Regions from separate parts of the Mus musculus genome. Here region 1 is linked to region 2. Evidence: chromatin contacts called from public promoter capture Hi-C data. All regions are on one chromosome and are shown on one strand. Each heading gives the region's core, a stretch centred on a gene start, on an enhancer-like site or on the middle of the called end of the contact. The rest is flanking DNA. Distances are from core to core; before and after follow the strand shown.

Region 1 (3,088 bases), core at 234-2,733, 2.8 Mb before region 2:
TAACCTGACTCTGGCCTTTTCGTTGCCCCCGCCCTCAACCCCAACCCCGCAGCACCTGTCCTCCTAACCGTAAACAAGAGCGCTCCTTTTCTTCCCTCCCACCTCATTTGCAGCCTCCTTTCCACAGCGCCTCTGTCCCCAGGGTTCGCTCCTCCACCTGCGCGAGCGTGGGAGCACTCCACGATCTCAGCCTCTGCCTCCTCCCCCATCCAGCTCCAGGATCTAGCCTGTCTCCTCCTTTCGTCTCCATCATCAAGCTAGGGGCAACCTCCCTCCTGGTAACTCCTACAATCCTCGACTCACCTGGCTCATACTTCAGGTAGATGATGGAGACGATGAAGTAGCTGAGGTCGAAAACAGGGAAGAGCGGCACCCGCGAGAAGCTGAGCGCTAGCTCGCCCAGGCTCAGCGCTGACATCAGGTCCATGGCGATGGAGGGCGCCTCCCCGGCCCCGTGCGTCCCGCGCCCCGCTGCCCGACGAATGCTCCCTCGCCACTGAGCCCGCCCCACTGCCAGGCACCGCCCCCCGCCTGCCCCCACCCCTCGGGAGAGGAGGGGTGGTGGGGGACTCCTAGCAGCCGGGAGCCCAAAATGCGGGGCCGTAGGGACGTCAGAACTCGTTCAACAGAGCCAAAAAGGCGATCTGTCCCCTGCATCCAGCACACACAAGAGGGAATCTTGTCCTTAAACATCTGCGTAGTTAGAATCCTGTCCCTTTTCCATGGGACTAACCAATTCAGGACCCCTATTTCCCTCAAAACCCGCGCCCTCGGAAGATCTCAGCCAAGAATATCATGTTTCATTCCTGAGGATCCAAAGTCAGAACCCCGCCTCCCACAAGGGGACCTCAACCAAACCCTCACGTTCTGTTTGGTTTTGTCTCTCTAAAAGGCTCCACAAGTCAGAACCCTCCTCTTTGTGGACCCCAGCCCAGACTGGATCCACTAAGTTAGGACCCTCCCGCTTCAGGAGGCCCCACAAGTTAAGATCCATCCTCTGTAGACCTTAATCCAGGCCTTATGTTCTGTAAGTCTGTCCGGTCAGGACTCTCATTCTCCGTGGGGTTACTCGAGTCAGACCTGGGAGGTCCGTGGGAGGTACAACTCAGGCAGGAGGTCATCCTGACTCTATGCACTCTGAGCCGGGATCGCAGTTCTCCGTGGGGACCCAAGTGGAGTCCTTTTGGAGTTCAGGCATCTGCCGCGCCCATATCCATATCCAAGCCGTTCACGGGCGGCTCAAGGGTCAAGGGCGCAATTTCTGTAGCCCGGAATCCATAGCCCAACCAACCCCCGAGCGGCATCAACAGCAGGGACCAGCTGTGGCACGTAACACTGAGCATGCGCGCGCGCACCCCAAGCTCCGCCCTGTAGGTGACATCATGCTACATCCTCAGTCGAACCCAACCAATGCTGATTCAGAATTGGTCAGTTCTCGTTCCACTTTCCGCCCCTCATCACGGCTTCCGTTTCCGGTTTGACGGACGCCTTGGGTGTAAGGATGATCGGAGACATACTGCTGTTCGGGTAATATGAATGAGGGGTGTTAGAGGTCGGAGAGTGGCAGTCAGAGGGGTGGGGGTGACCCTTACTGACCGTTACTGTCCCTCCGCAGGACGCTACTGATGAACGCCGGGGCTGTGCTCAACTTTAAACTGTGAGTAGGCCGCGACAGGCGGTGTCCCAGACAGCCAGGCCCTCCCACAGCCAGTCCCCGCCCACACCCTTGGTCACCGCCAGTCCCGCCCTGTGCATGCTCCACGCCCCACTAATCCTACCTCTAGCCACGCCTCCGCGCTGCTTCACCAGGCTCTGACAGTTCTGTATCACTCCAGGATCTTTAAATCTGTACTCTCTAGACCAGGGAACGGCTCAGCGGGCAGAGGCGCTTGCTGCCAAGCCTGACTACTTGAGTCCGATTCCCGGATCCCCCATGGTAGAAATCCTGTTGATTGTCCTTTTGATCTCCACACAACTGCTGCGGGATGGCACACTCATTCTTTTTTTTTTTTTTTTTTTTTTTTTTGGTTTTTCGAGACAGGGTTTCTCTGTGTAGCCCTGGCTATCCTGGAACTCACTCTGTAGACCAGGTTGGCCTCGAACTCAGAAATCCGCCTGCCTCTGCCTCCCAAGTGCTGGGATTAAAGGCGTGCGCCACCACGCCCGGCCCGGCACACTCATTCTTACTTGCAGATTAATATTAAACAAACAAAAAAAAATCTGCACCCTGGGATTGCTTGCATCTCCAAAGAGCCTCATGCTCAGGCTTATCCCTCAAGAATGCCTTTCTGGCTCTTGGACCCACTCTATCCTGTCTGTGGCTGCACACCCAGCTGTGATGGACTAGGCTGGTTGAGAGTGTCTCACAGAGGGTTGTATCACTGCCCCAGGTCACACTGCAAGTCGGGGGCAGAGCTGAAGTTCATGCCCTTCCTAGCTGAGTGTCAGGGTCAGGAAATCCGATGGTGTTTATGTTTCACGGAAAGCTGGAGTTATCTGCTGTTCTTTATAGGAAAAAGAAGGACACACAAGGCTTTGGGGAAGAATCGAAGGAACCCAGCACAGGTAAGCATGTCTTTCTACCTTCAACACTTTAAGTCGATTCCAGGGTGCCTGTTCTCTCTCACCAACCTGCGCTTTCCTCTCTTTTTCCTTTTTATTGTTGAGATGTGGTATTAGAGGGCCATGACTAGCCTTGAATGCCTGCTCCCTCTGCCTCTGCCTCTGCCTCCTAGGTGTTTGAATGACAAGAGTACTCCACCATGCTCTGTTCATCAGCTTTATTGAGTGCGTACCATATTGCCAGCCACTTAGCTGACTGCTCTGTCGGGGTGTGGGTAAAGAAAGTGATCCTGCCCTGTGGGACTCAGCCCAGGGCGATTCAGAGGGTGTTCTGGAGGGATAGTGAAAGTGGGTGTCAGGAAGGTGCTGCTGCCGCTGCCGCTGCTGCTGCTGCTGCCGCTGCTGCCGCTGCCGCTGCTGCCGCCGCCAGCGTGGGTTGATGTGACATGGCAGAGGTCCTTTCCATGACAAGTGTGGATATGATTAGAGTTTTGAGCCAGCCTCAGCCCCAGAGTGAGACCTGGTC
Region 2 (3,150 bases), core at 203-2,702:
ATAGGCAATTTAGGGGCTTACGGAATTGACACTCATAGCTGCTTCTACCATTTTTAAAGGAATCATGAAGTTGCATGTGTGTGTCTCAGGATCATCTGTCTTTAAGATAGACCCCCAAATACCTATGTATCTAGAATACCAGAGGGCCCAGTTGTTTGGAGGGGGGGGCTCCTGTCTTAGGCTCAGGAGGTTGGAAGTCAGGGTGTCTGGATGTGGGGCAGCATGATACCCAAATAATTAGGGAGCTCTGCCCAATGTGGTGACACAGGCTCAGACTCACACGTTCCCCAATGATATCTCGAGGTTGTCCAGGCTCTGGAAGATGTCACTGTATCTCTTCCTGCCCTCAGGAGCTGGGGTTAGCTCTGGGGGAGGGAAGTGTAAGAAAACATGAGCCAACCAGTGTCTCTCTCCACCCATTAGTAGTGGCAAAGCAATCCGAATGTACCTCAACAACCACTCTCAAGCAGAGGTGGGAAGGGGGGCGGGCGGAGAGGGGAGAGAAGGAGGGGGGAGGGAGGGGGACAGAGAGAGAGAGAGAGAGAGAGAGAGAGAGAGAGAGAGAGAGAGAGAGAGAGAGAGAGAGAGAGAGAGAGAGAGAGAGAGAGAGAGAGAGAGAGAGAGAGAGCGCTTCGGTGGGGTCATTTCTGATTCCACAGATGGATCCAGGTAAAATCTCAGAGAAGCGTTTGCTCACAGCCACAGGGACACCATGCATGGGAGGACCCATAAGCAAAGGAAGGAAACAGATGCAGCTGCCATATGAATGCTGGAGTAGAGGGCTGGCTTGACAATGGAGCCACATGGACCCCAGGCCAGACAGATGGAAAAGCACGTGGGACACACAGGCACTTAGCCTGCGGTATAAACACACGCGAGTACCGCTGAAACCACGAGGGACAGGACTGAATGACACTCGATACACAAAGACAGCCGGAAACATAACCCAGTTCTAGCCACAATTCTGCCGCCGCCCCCTAGCCTGATGCCTCGGGGCTACCTGCAGGAATATTGGCCATGACACCCTGCCCCCATCCATCCTACGATCAGAAGCAGAAGCGGCCACTTCCCCTTCCTGGGCCCCTTCCCCCAGGCATCCGGGGTGCCCGCTCTGGCGGGCAATCCGAGGGCTGAAGGCTGGCGTCGTGAGCACTGTGCGCTTCAGGGGTCTCCAAGGTGCTCGGGGATCCCCTCGTTCCTTCCCCTGTCAGTACTCCTTTCCCGGCTGTCAGATAGCTCAGGGGTAAGTTGGGTTTTCTGGTTTAGGAACTGAGGAGCGGTGGTGGGAGGCCCCCCCCCTTCGGTCCCCACCCCGTACCTGTCTCCGCTGAGTCCATGGCGATGCCCGGGGGCAGGGGGTGGGGTGGGGAACGCGCGGCAATGCTGAGAAAGGGACAGGGCTGCGCGCCGCCCGGGACCAGCCCGATTTCCTGCCTCTGCCGACCCAGTGGTGTCGCCCCGCCCCAGCTATGCCACGCCTCGAGACGACCACGCCCCTCCCGGAAGTCGCCATCGCATTTGACTAGCTTCCAGAGTTTACCCCAGTAGAGGAGCCCCAGCGAGCCAGGGGTCCCTTCTGTAGATTTCTGTAGCACCCTAAGTCCCTGTAGCACTCTTCCAGCAAGCCGGGGATGTCTGCCCCAGAACATTCCACACCCAGCGACTAGATTTAACTCCCCGCCTAGGCTTTTAGATCCAGGGCACTCCTGTGAAGAACTGCAATGAAGGACTGCAATAAACCCCAAATCTCCAGGGCAGGCTTATTTTGTTTGTTTTGTTGTTTTGGAGACAAGTGTCTCACTATGTGGCCTGGCTTGGTTTATTTGGTGTGTGGGACTGATTAGCCTCCAACTCAGAGATCCCCTGCCTCTGCCTGCTGAGATTAATGATGCACACCAGGGCTGGAGAGATGGCTCAGCAGTTAAGAGCACTGTCTGTTTTTCCAGAGGTCCTGAGTTCAATCCCTAACAACCACATGGTGACTCACAACCATCTATAATGAGATCTGATGTCTTCTTTTCTGGTTCAGCATGAAGAGAGAATAAATCTTCAAGTAAAAGTGCAAACCACTGTCTAAGTGGGTGAGGCTCCTGAGGTGGTCGGCTCCCTTTCAAAGCAGTCAGTGGTTTTAGGGCAGGCAAGGCCACAAACACCTTGCACTGTGACCTCCATGCATGTAAGGAGGCTATCCACGGTGGCCAGTGACAGTGCGCCTGACAAGAGAGAGGATGTGCACGACACTAGAAAACCTGAGGTCCTAGGTCCAGGAACGCCCGCAGAGGGTGTCTCTCTCCTCTGGGCCTGTGGTAATCCTAGGCCCTTGAGTGACCACCTGGCCCCTCCAATTCCCAGGGGGCCCTGTGTGGCACAGATATAAGTGGCAGCAAGCTTTATAAAATTGCAGACGCCGATTTATTTACCAAAGGTGCTAGCCAGGACTCTTCTACTAGCCCGGCCAGCGGATGCCCACAAGGGTCCCAACTCAGTCTTCCAAGAGCAAGGCAGGGCTGCCTCACTGTGGAGATGGGAGCAGTGCTCCCTCCTGGGGCAGCGGCGGTTTTCCTGTTCAGTGGCAGCCAGGGTAGGCAGTGGATACCAGCACCATCTTCTCAGGAAGGCACTCTCAGCTTCGGAGTCCCCAAAAAGAACTGTAGGACACGGTCAGCCAGGAGTGCCAGGCAGAAGTCCAGGGCCAGGACCTGGCCGATGACCAGCTTGAACTGTCAAGAAGGAAGCAGGCTGAGCTGGGTCTGTGGCTGAGCTGGGCCAGGCTGGGCCAGGGCCACTGCTCAGAACCACTCACCTCTACAGGGATGTCCACAAGGCCAAACTGGCTGTTGAAGTCAGGTGAGGAACCAAGGAGCAAGCCAATGATGGCCAGCAGTGACACTGCCAGACTCCACACCAGGGGCTTGTTCTCAGGCAGGCTCTCCATGAAGGGTGGGCCCTGCAATGAAAAGATACAGCTGCTTGGGGAGGGCGGGTTGAGCAGGTCAGGCCAGGTGGAAGTGGACAGGCACAGGGCCTCACCTTGTAGTTGATGGCGAAGGTGGCCATCTGCATGGCCATGGCCATGATGTACACAGTGCTGTTGACCAGGCTCGGCTCAAACTCCTTGTACAGGTCTACAAACTGCTCCTGCCTGCAGGG

What was found. Capture Hi-C pulls out chosen DNA fragments and counts their contacts.
Region 1: a contact with region 2 is called in a promoter capture Hi-C map of adipose tissue, with 4 times the contacts expected there. The contact joins the promoter of Smim7 here to the promoter of Gmip in region 2. A contact is called at or near these places in 2 of 9 other capture datasets (adipose tissue and liver).

Annotation. Positions count from the first base shown.
Region 1 is chr8:72,569,443-72,572,530 of GRCm38.p6, reverse strand. Smim7 (small integral membrane protein 7) reads left to right here and starts at 1,483. Exons shown (of 5, transcript NM_172396.3): 1 at 1,483-1,527; 2 at 1,616-1,657; 3 at 2,513-2,565. The coding sequence starts at 1,502. It overlaps Tmem38a (transmembrane protein 38A), which reads right to left and starts at 708. Exons shown (of 6, transcript NM_144534.2): 1 at 304-708. The coding sequence starts at 427.
Region 2 is chr8:69,806,989-69,810,138 of GRCm38.p6, reverse strand. Gmip (Gem-interacting protein) reads right to left here and starts at 1,452. Exons shown (of 21, transcript NM_198101.1): 1 at 1,319-1,452; 2 at 281-365. The coding sequence starts at 1,337. Atp13a1 (ATPase type 13A1) reads right to left here. Exons shown (of 26, transcript NM_133224.2): 24 at 3,031-3,142; 25 at 2,804-2,947; 26 at 2,390-2,720. The coding sequence ends at 2,610.